Regions from separate parts of the Mus musculus genome. Here all the other regions are linked to region 1. The links are chromatin contacts, called in public promoter capture Hi-C maps. All regions are on one chromosome and are shown on one strand. Each heading gives the region's core, a stretch centred on a gene start, on an enhancer-like site or on the middle of the called end of the contact. The rest is flanking DNA. Distances are from core to core; before and after follow the strand shown.

Region 1 (3,557 bases), core at 820-3,319:
AACCTGCATTTACCTGGCATAGCCATCCACACATACACTCACAAATATAAAAAGGATTACAGTTTACATATCGAAATAATGTCATTCAAAGAAAACCAGACACCTAGCAATAGAGCTGAAGTCTGATAATAAAAACTGGAATTAATAAGCACATATATAAAAGTAATAGAAATAAAAAAAAATCTTATCCTTATAAATAAATCTCAGGGTCAAGAGCACATACGTACTAGAGTCTGACCAGTCTAGACTGGCACTCCATGATGTATTAGTTATGATGTAAGGCAAGTCACTTTTCTAGAACTCCATGTCCTCAGGTACAGAATAGGAGTCCTAACAGAAACAAGCCTTATAAGACTGCTGTAAAAGTTAAATAATGTAAAAACATACTGTACATGGCAGATGAAACACAAGCTCCTATAACAAGTTTGATTACATATATTCAACTTATAGATACAACAGATTTCTGAAGCAGCTCTGCTATTCCATAGCCTCACTGTTTCCTCTTATTCTGTACATTCCTGTTTGCCCTTTTCACACTCTCCCAGTTAGAAGGAAAAGGCAGATGAATGGGCAGGAAGCACAGGTTGTATCTATGACTTAACATTTTTCACCTGTAAGTCTAAAATTCTTTTCTGCAATAATATCTAACTTTAAAAATTGTTGTAAGGGAGAAAGTATCTTTCCACAGAAATTCACTTAATTTTTTTTAAATCATCTTTTAGTTTACTGGGGGAGGAGAACCCGCATGGCATGACACGTGTGTGGAAGTGAGAAGACAGTGTTCTGGAGACAGAATAGGTTCCCTCCTCTCACCATGTGGGTCTCAGGAATTAAACACTGCTAGCTCGGTTGAGTCCTTTACCTGCTGAGTCAGCTCAGTAATTCTGAAATCAGGAGATTATAATTGAAACAAAATAGATTTAAATCCCACTGTTTGCATCACCTAACCTCCCAGACACTTTTATTGACTGAAGAATTTCGACAGTGGTGAGAAAATCTGGTAAACTCAGTCTGTGAATGGAGATGGTTAAGACAGAAGGTACAACAGGTCATGAAGTCAATAACTTTAACCACAGCTTCTGTGCTCCAAAAAACCCACCACTCTTAAGTTATTTTTCATTTCTAAATATTGTTCTGTCAGACAAGACCTGCATAAAATCAAGCCAAGGAGACCTGTCAACATCCCATCAGGCAGTACTAATTGGACTCATTGGGTGGGAGGGGCGTGTGAAGGGGTCCCGAAGCAGTGTGAAGGATGTACTGGGGATAGGTCAAGATACTTTGTATATATGCATAAACTATCAAAGAATAAATAAAAGATATTGTTAGAAAAAGTATCCAATCACTGATTTTTATCTGTAAACCTCTGAGGTTTAATGGACTCTAACAGCTTATTCTGAAGCAAAAACTCAATATTGTGTTACTAAAATTAATCGAGATGGCAATCTATGCCTGAAGCTGTGGCAACATTCCTCTCAAAACTCATCAGACAATCACACTTCCGGATGTGGTGGCGCAATTCTTCTGGCCCCCAACAATCTCTGGTGGATCTCTGTACGATCGATCGAGGGCAGCCAGGTCTGCACTCCGAGTTCCAGCCCAGCCAGAGCTGGAGGGTGAGACCCTGTCTCTTTAAGAGAAGGGGGGGGGGGGGGCGGGTTAACAAATCTGTAGCCCTTCCAGAAGTACCGCGGAAGCTGGGGCTACCTCCAGCCTGCGTTCACAGAATGTAAGGACAGGCTCCCTGGCCCTCAGCTTTCCTTCCCCAAGCTCCTAGTTCTCACATGTCCACGGGGAGCCACACCATAGAGCCCGAGAGCCCGCCGGCGCCAGCCTGCAGGAGCCCGTCCCCTCCCCGCGCCCTCCTTTCCATTTGCCCACGGCTGGCTCCCGCTCCCAGAGAAAAGGAACGGCTGACGTTTGACAGAAGGCAACGCGGAGCCGACCTACAAGGAAAGCTCGCGAGTACGAAAGTCCTCCCTCACCGGCTGTTCCGACGCTGCCAGGTACCAAGGTACAGCCACTCCTCCCTCTCCAGGCTGCACTCCGCAGCGCCACACAGATGAATTCGCGCCTCCCGCCCCTCGGTTCCCAGTCAGCCAATCACACAGCCAGACCGGAAAAGGAAACAGCCAATCATCGTACGAGGCCAACGCTATACCGCCCAATGGGAGCCCGCGAAGTAAAATCAACCCTCGAGTACTTGGCGGGACCGGAAGACGAGCACCGCCCCTCCCCCAAACCCCACCCCGCGAAAAAGACTGGGACAAGTTCCGCACATTTGCTTGAAGGAAAAAAAAAAATTCTTGTACTGTGAGACTTTAAGAAGCACAAAATGGGCGTTAGACGGGTCTTACATTTGGTGCATTGACCGGGAATCGTCCTGCTGGCGGGTCCAGTGACAGGAGACCGGAGGATTGTTCGAGCAGGTACCGCGGCTGTGTCTCTTTGTGTCCGCCCTTGGCGTGCGTCTATTCCGCGCGTCTATTCCGTCTGTTCCCTCTATTTTGAGTCGGCTGCAAGTCAGTTTGGTTTCGGTTTGCAAAGGAGTTGTCTGCCGGGGGTTGCCAGAAGCGACCTTAACGCTGCGGTAACGAAGAGTCCTGGAGGACGCTCCAGACTCTCAGAGTGGGAAGTCGGATCCGATCCGCGAGATCCGGGAGGGCTCGACTTCATCTGGGGGTCAGTGGCAAAGAGACCACTACCAAGTTATTCAGTGTATCTTCTGTGGCGCTCGTGGCAGGGGCGCGTTGGTATTTTACTTTCTGTTTTTCTTTTTGTGTGTGGACTGGGACTGACGTTATTTTTGGACAGAATGGGACACTGACCTTCCACCCCTCCGAGTTTTACTCTAGAACATTGGAGGGAGGTTAAGACTAGAGCTCACAATCTCTCAGTAAATGTGAAGAAAAATAAATGGTTTACTTTTTGCTCGTCAGAGTGGCCCACCTTTCAGATTGGATGGCCTCCTGAGGGTTCTTTCTCACTGCCTCTTATATTGTCCGTCAAGAGGTGCATTTTTGGTGCTGGCTCGAAGAGCCACCCTAATCAGGTCCCATATATCATAGTGTGGGAAGATTTAGTCACCGATCCCCCTCCTTGTGTTCGCCCGGTTCCTCTTCAGGACCAATGGCTGTGCCAATCTTCGCCCTTCAGGATAGGCCCAAGAAAGATGTTCTCCCCACCACGGATACTGATCTTCTTCTTTATCTCCCTCCCCTTTATCCTCTCTCTCTCTCTCTCTCTCTCTCTCTCTCTCTCTCTCTCTCTCTCTCTCTCTCCTCATGCAGCTCAAGCTGCAGGGCCTTTGGCCCCGCCCATTCCGCCTGGAGAATCAGGGGGACTCGCCATCCTCCTCCCTCCCCAGGTCAGAGGGACCTGCTCAGGAGACTCAGAGACAGTGGAGGCAACTCCTGAGGGTGCCCATATTCTGCCCCTCCCGGCCTATGGTCCCCGGATGAACAAGGTCATCAGCCTTTCAGTATTGGCCGTTTTCCTCCAATGACTTATATAACTGGAAAACTCATAACCCCTCATTTTCTGAGAATCCACAAGGT
Region 2 (3,763 bases), core at 539-3,038, 630 kb before region 1:
CATAGCTAAGAAAGGAGTCAAGATGATGGTCAGTACTCCCATGAGAAGTCACAGATCCAGTTCTTTTCAAATGTTGGGAATGGGGATGCCTCTCAGGTTCTCTGTTTGATCCCCAGCATTGGAAAAAGAATAAAATAAAGTTAGGAAAAATAATAGAAATGGTCTAAAATTCACAAAATACAGCAGATTGTTTTGTGGATCTACCTGGTACCTGTCCTTGGTTTTGTTTCTTCGTGCACGTGCACAAGGTGTAAGAGGGAAGCCTTTTGCTGTGCCTTTCCCCTGAGCACTTCACTATGCATCTGCTGATTAAACTCTATAACTATAGGTGCCATGGACACAGTGGTTTGGAGAGCTCCTGGTGGCTGGCATTGTGTCACAGTAGAAGATCAACTTTGGAGAATGTTGTTTTGTTTTTGGACAGAGCCCTTAGGTGATTGTTAGTGATTCTTGCTTCTGTGTTTTTAACTGATCTATTTGGACCTAAAGGAACACGTTGTGTATCTTTAAGGATTGTTTATAAGGATTCTGAAATGTGTTCCTTTGTATGGGTTAAAAATGTTGCTGTCTTCCAGGGTTTAAAAGCTTTTCTCTTTTCATGCCAAGATAACTTTGCCTCTTTCGCTTATGCAAGAGAAAATGTCTATTTCTTTCTTTCTGCTGTATAATGACCTAGACTTTCCTAGAATAATATTCAGCAGTAAACAAGTAAAGTATGGAAGACACTGCATTAACTCTGTGCAAAATAATTTTTGCTTTTGTAAATGGTCCCTCTGCTCTGTTTTGGTTTTGTGGGTGTGTCTCGTGGTGCTGGTGATCAGGCCCAGGCCACCGAGTTTCCAGACGAGTTCTGTCACCCCAGAATTTGTTTTGTTTTGTTTTTTGTATAAAATCTTGATGTCCGATTATTAAAGAGCCAAATGAGTGTTTCTTTCATTTTTCATTAGTTCAAAGTATATACCCTTTCTTACGTTATTCTTTTATAAAGTCTGGCACATTTATAATCTTTGACTGTAAAATAAAGACCTGATTATTGGTGTAAGAAGTACAACTATAATGCATGTATGTGAATTAAAGTAATTGGTTGTAAGGCTGCAGCTACTGTTACTGATCTACTCAGATCAGTCTCTGTCTCTCTCTCTTCATGTCTCTGTCTCTCTCTTCTCTCTCTCTCCCCCCTCCCTCCCCCCTTCCCTCCATCCCTCCCTCCCTCCCTACATCTTCCTCCCTTGCCTCTGTCCCCTCTTCTCTTTAATTTCAATCCCTGGGGCCTGGATGCAGATCTTTGCATGTGCTAGAGCAACACTTTACTGTTGAGCTGCACCCTAAGCCTCTTTTCCCCACTGCTCACCTCCCCGTGACCCATCCCCCACCCCCTACCCATGCCCCTTTGCATGTGCCCACACTGTAACATGATAGTGTTAATTCAGAAGTTCTCAGCAAGATTTTGTAGACACTGCAGTAAGGGAGGAGTTACATTTTAGTTCCCGTGCTGTCATTTCACATGTGTGTGTGTTGAAGTCTTCTGCTGAGTGAGTTGCAGATGCACATATTAAGTTGGCATTATGGACATGCGGTTGTGTCTAGCTCTTCCTTGACCTTAGTTGCAGATGTCTTGAAGACGTTGCCAAAGTCTGTTCAGTTCCAAGTTGTGCATTGGGATGGTTTTGAACTTTTGTTCAGCAGAGTTGCTGATCTAGCCAGAACTGCAGGCAGTCCATTAGGCTCTGTTATGTACTTCACTTTACGAGATCTTTATGGTCATACTGAGCCCTGCCAGGCTGCCTCCAGATATCACTTGTCCAGACACACAATGCAAAATGACCTCTAGGGCAACAAGAATAACAAATGAAAGGTCCTTAGTCATGTGGTTGAATGAGACTTTGAGAATCTGGAAAAGGAAACTGGCGAGAGAGGGATAAGATGTACCCGGAGTTGAAGGCTATTCAGGGAAGTGTATTCTCTTGCAGACAATAAGTATATGTCATTTTTCTAATTATACATTGCTGGTGACTGTTCTTCTGGGAATGTGGAAGAAAAGGAAAGTGAAACCAGAGATGGGCAATGAGTGAATGCTAGAAAATTTTAATAATTAATTAGTGAGCATCTATGGTACCCTAGGGCCTAGGTGCAGGGAAGATCATTGATCCATTTAATATAAACCTTGGAGACACTTGTTTCTGTATGTATTGTCACACTACTGTTGGGCTGTTGCAAAGCATGCCTGCTAATAAGCAGGCCGGAAATGAGGTTGCAACCTCACAGGTTCAGTGCACTGCTGGTGCTCCATCCATGTTGTCAGTAGCAGTGGAGTCTGATACTAACCATGCTTTCAGGGATTTTAGGCGTGTTATCTTTTTAGATGATGACTTTCTCCTTTTTTTCATAGTCATTGAAAATTAACAAATGTTGTTACGTTGATAGGTAGAAAATGACTTGCTTAGCTGTTTGGACTCGTTACTACTTTAGGCACAGACGGTGGTCGTGTTCCTTCTGGGATGCTTGGCTCATTGGGAACTGCGTGTTCACTTTGCTGGTTGTTTGCTCTGGAGACTTAGTTTATAGAGGCAGATTTTCATTTTTACAATAAGAAGCTGCATTGCCCACCAGTTCTCCCTGGAGGCCGAAGTGCTTTCTCATTGGAAGCAGAGTTTGCTTCAGAGCACATTCATATTGTAGGCCCGTTAAAGAAATGCTGCTTTTAATAAGAACCAAATATATGTGAAAGTTTGTCCTTGAATGAGAGTTTATCACCGTTGCCCTTTGGGTGAACCTTCAGTGGGAGCTGCTTCATTCAGGGCAGCATGATGTCATCGAATTCACAAAGTTCTCTGTAGCTAGAAAAAGACTCATTGTTCCCTGAAATAACCTAAAGGACTCAAAACTGCTGGCGCATTATTGGCTTCTTAGGTCTTCACTAAGTACTTCAGCTTCAAGGGGCTTTTCATCTTTTTCTGTGGGGTGGGGATTTCATAGGGTATGGAAAACAAACACTCTGACCCTGAATCTAAAGTGTATTCACAACAGTCCACTGCTGGCCTGACCTTGCTGGTGCTCCTGATACACGTAGAATGTGGATTTCTAACTGTTGGTTGTGTTCTTAAGTAGATCTAAATTTTGTTCAGTTTTTCAGCATAGCTTTAAAGTAGGAAGGACTCTGTCACTTGGGAAGGGAGGTTGGATGAGGGCAGCTGTGTTTGTGAGCAATGCTCCCTTATCTCAGTCTCTTGCAATTAGTCAACGTGTGACATCAAAATACACTAGGTGAGGTTGTTGTTGTTGTTTCTGTTTACTTGCTCTCTGCATGTTTGCTTCTCTGAGAACACATACTATAAACAGTCTGCTTCAAAGTTACCTTGTAACCATGTGCTCATGTGCTCATCCTGGCCTGCCTGGTGCTATTTTAAAGTAACTTGACAGTATTTCCTTTGCATGTAGCGTGATAAGACGCACTGTTAATCCTTGTAGCTATAGTAGGGATATAAATGGTGAGCTGTATATCTTGAAGTTCCTTCTCCTTTTCTTTGTTTATTATCTAAAAATAGCTGATAAGAGACTAGAAAGGCTGCTGAGCACTTGCTGCTCTTGTAGAGGTCCCAGCATTCCATGCTGGCTTACAGCTGTGACTCTAATTCCAGGGGGTCTTACTCTCTTTTCTTACCTCCATGGGAAGGTAACGGGCACAACGTGTGGTACACATAGATACATGCAAGCAACACACTCATATACATAAAATAAATCTAGAAAAATAATAAGGCTGACA
Region 3 (3,744 bases), core at 1,233-3,732, 770 kb before region 1:
AGCCCCTCCCCCCACAGACATATACAGACAGGGTTCAAACTGTGTATCCCCATCTGGCCTGGACTCTGTGTAGATCAGGCTAGGCCCAAACTCAGACTTACCTGTCTCTTTTGAGTACTTGGGGTGAATGTGGGATATATAGCCAGGTTTTACAATATTTTTATCTTGAGGCATGGCCCGGTCGTGTTCTGGCCAGCCCAAAGCTTATTTTGTAGCCCAGGGTGACTTTGAACTCATGGCAGTCCTTTTTTTTAGCCTCCTGATTTTTCTGGGATAATAGGTGTGTGCCACCATGCCTGACTTCATATTTCCTTCTTAATTTATATTTACCATACAAAGTCAGTTTGGCATGCAGCTAATATTTTTTTCTCTGAGAAAATTTTGAGTTGGAATACAATTAAATTAAGATTCTCATGGAAAAGTTTTTAAAAATATTTATTTATTTCATGTATGTGGGCACACTGTTGCTGCCTTTAGACACTCCAGAAGAGGGTATCAGATCTCGTTACAGACAGATGGTGGTGAGCCACCATGTGGTTGCTGGGAATTGAACTCAGGACCCTTGGAAGAGAGTCAGCTCTTAACCGCTGAGCTATCTCTCCAGCTCTGATTTTCTATTTAATCTCTCTTCATTTACAGACATTATAAAGAAAAGGATTCTAGTCACTATGTAGAGCCTCAAGTAATTATGCTGTTGTTCTTGTTTTTATTGTGTGGTATTTAAGGGGATCCTCTTCGTCTTTTTTCTTCTTCTTTTTTTTTTTTTAAAGACAGGTCACACATGTTGGCCTGAAACTTGTTATGTAGATCAGACTGCCTTGAATTATTATTATTATTCTCCTGCCTCTTGAATGCTGGCATTTAAGGCACGCTCCTTTAACCGACTGACTAAGTCACTAATTAATTGTTAGTATATATGTTGCATGTATATTTAGGTGCATGCCACAGTGTATGCGTGTGAGTCAGATGACACCTCTTGTTGTCACCTTTCCTCCACTCCCCTTTGAGACAGGCTCCGTCTTGTCTTTTCTACTCTGTGTGGCCTGTGAGGTACTGGTCAGCAAGCTTCTCACAAGTTCTGTGTTTGCCTCCCGTTTTACTGTAAGAATGTTGCTGCTACTGCTCCTTTTTTTTTTTAAAGTAAGTTCTAGGGACTGAACTCAGATTTGAATAAAGATGTTTTTGAAGGAAACTTGGATGTAATGACACAAGATGCTGACCCATCAATGGTGAATCTTGTTTCATTTCTGCTTGTTCCTTGTTCTATAGTTTTTTTCACTAAGGATTAACCTAAAATTGATGCTTTATAGTTAGTCTCCATGCTATGGCTAAATGTATAGGAATAATGGAAACTGTGAAGACTTTAGAGAAAAGATTCAGAAGTAAATTGCAGATGAAGAGCAGCAGTTCTTGTCAGTCCTTGTTCTTGGGATCCGTAATCTTGAACCGTGGGAGTGATCCAGGGGCACCATGCTGATTAGGTGAGGCAGAGTTTTCACTGCAGTCTGGTATGCATTAGGCGTGGCACATAGTCGCTGATTTGAATCCCAGGATAGGAACAGTAGAGAGTTCTATTCACTGTTGGGAATGCCTTTTCTGTATATTGATGTAGTTATCTGATTTTGAGTTGGGATAAAAGCTTTTGGGGGGTGGAGCTTGTTCACCTCTGCTGTTTTTGTTCTGTTTTGCCAGTCCTCGTGGGCTACGCTAGGACTGCTTTTTAGGGATCTTTACTTCCACGGAAAAATTGTAATTTGTTTATATTCCCTACAGAAGCTCATGTGTATAATGCTGTACATATATCTTTATTGAGGCATAATTGAAACATGATTAACTGCACCTCCTTAATGTGTGCAGTTTGATACATTTTGACATCTGTATATACCCGTGAAACCATCACTCCAATCAAGATAATGAGCATGGCCACCCCCACATTAGTTTTCTCATGCCCAGCTGTAATGCATCCTTGTGTGTCCCTCCCCTTGGTGGAAGAAGCTTGCTTCAAGATAGTAAGGCTCAGGGTAGCACTTCAATCTTGACTCGGTGATAAACTTTAAGAAAGTTTCTTTGCTGTTGTCTAGTTTAAGGTACCTTCAATGGGTAGTTAGAAATATAAAAGTAAGCATCTCTGTGTTCCACGTTTCCCTTCCGCTCCATAACCTCAAGGCTTTTAAAAGCATAGCTTTCCTTTTAGAAGCAGTTCATAAAACTACTAAAGGGCTTGCAGTTCCACTGTGTAATCATTTCAAAACAACAGTTTTTTTTCAGCCACCAAAAAGGATGCAGTCTTGACATTTAAATAGAAAACAGATTGAGTTTTTGGCTGATATTGCTCTGCTGGTTTAAATGTTGGTTCAGTCAACTTCAGGCTTAGATTACAAGATTTGCAAATTAAAGGAAACCAAACGGGAAGGAACATCTGCATAGATTCTGACTTTGTGGAATTCCACCCAGGCACGCTTACTCTGCTGGCAGAACAGAGCGTGTGTGCAGTGAGTAATTCTGCAAAGAGAGCACTGGTCTGCTGTGATTATCTTAAGGATGCAGTGGAGAGAGACCAGCAGTTAACATGAGCAACATGGGGTTTTCACATGGCTTAGTTTTAAAGTCATATTCCAGGAAGACGTGTGTGTGTGTGTGTGTGTGTGTGTGTGTGTGTGTTTTGTTGTGATAAAGGCCCTCTTTGGTGTCCTGAATGGTCTCGAACTCCCAGGCTCTATCAGTTCTTTTCAATATCTGGAACAATATGAGTGCCTGCAGCGTCACTTCCAGCCAGATCTTGTGCTGATATAGTATATGGTATTTAACCAGAATAAAAGCTTTCCAAATGTCACTAATTGTGTTACTTGATGATTTTATTGTATTAGAGAACTGAGGTTTCTAGGAAGGTAATTTGCTTTAACTAAGGTTGAAATCTGTTATAATCAAAGACTATATGGATGTAATTTACTGAGTAAATTATAACACAGACACAGTAAAATATAAGGGATCTTTGTTTGCTACTGGGTTAATCATACATTGTGTATATGATTTTAAGATGCTTCTTGTAGGTCACCTAGCGTGCCATTTAGATAGCAGTCTCAAAGAACTGCCTGATTCAAATGCTTGCTCTTTTAATTCTAAGAAGAGTTTTTAATGTTGTTTTTGTGGCACACTGGGGCCTCTACCATCTACTTCTCCAGTAGTAAGACAAGGTACTGTTTCCACATGGGAAGAAGAAAAGGCTGTCCTCACAGGTTGCTTGACAGTTTCTTGTGACAGTTGTGTGGGAGGGTAGGAGGAGGCGTGTGGCTTCTATAATGGATAGAATCAAGGGTGCTGAGAAACGTCCTAAAAAGTGCAGATCAACCCTTGAGAGCAAAGAATTACATGTGCTAGTGTCATTAAGGTTAAAGACAACCTCATCTTTGCAGGCAACAAGCTGTGCAGAGATAAAAAGTTAGTAGGGGCTAATAAAAACTAATAGTGGTATGAACCACTTTTAAATGTCTTGCTCTTCCTAACTCTCAAGTACCATCTTTATTTATTTCTTCCAGTGGCTTTGAGTGCTAATTTCTAGATACACGAATGCACATATGCACAAGTGCACACGCACATACTTCCTCACACAGTGTTCATTTCTGATTCTTTGGCATTGATAACTAGGAGCAGAATTGCTGGGTGACGTCGCTTTAGATGTGTGTGGGTAGTTTTATGCATTCTAGGAACCTCTGTAGATCAGTATGGGATTCCAGTGGCCAGGAC

What was found. Promoter capture Hi-C pulls out the DNA fragments that hold promoters and counts their contacts.
Region 2: a contact with region 1 is called in a promoter capture Hi-C map of liver, with 2.2 times the contacts expected there. The contact joins the enhancer-like site here to the promoter of Brip1 in region 1. A contact is called at or near these places in 3 of 39 promoter capture datasets (hippocampal neurons and liver) and 2 of 115 datasets of contacts at active chromatin or transcription factors (astrocytes and bone marrow-derived macrophages).
Region 3: a promoter capture Hi-C map of liver shows a contact between it and region 1, with 2.9 times the contacts expected there. The contact joins the enhancer-like site here to the promoter of Brip1 in region 1. A contact is called at or near these places in 6 of 39 promoter capture datasets (the HPC-7 cell line, embryonic stem cells, frontonasal cranial neural crest and 2 more) and 8 of 115 datasets of contacts at active chromatin or transcription factors (astrocytes, bone marrow-derived macrophages, embryonic forebrain and 4 more).

Annotation. Positions count from the first base shown.
Region 1 is chr11:86,199,124-86,202,680 of GRCm38.p6, forward strand. Brip1 (BRCA1 interacting protein C-terminal helicase 1) reads right to left here and starts at 2,070. Exons shown (of 20, transcript NM_178309.2): 1 at 1,986-2,070. Brip1os (BRCA1 interacting protein C-terminal helicase 1, opposite strand) reads left to right here and starts at 2,237. Exons shown (of 7, transcript NR_130959.1): 1 at 2,237-2,429.
Region 2 is chr11:85,569,358-85,573,120 of GRCm38.p6, forward strand. All of the region lies in intron 19 of Bcas3 (breast carcinoma amplified sequence 3), which reads left to right. Among named protein-coding and RNA genes, the nearest start is that of Bcas3os1, 150 kb to the right of the region's middle. Within about 2 kb of position 1,789, at least 25 of the 459 cell types and tissues checked have an H3K27ac peak or open chromatin away from gene starts, as enhancers often do. A contact at or near this core is called in liver, where this site is marked.
Region 3 is chr11:85,426,044-85,429,787 of GRCm38.p6, forward strand. All of the region lies in intron 7 of Bcas3 (breast carcinoma amplified sequence 3), which reads left to right. Among named protein-coding and RNA genes, the nearest start is that of Bcas3, 75 kb to the left of the region's middle. Within about 2 kb of position 2,483, at least 18 of the 459 cell types and tissues checked have an H3K27ac peak or open chromatin away from gene starts, as enhancers often do.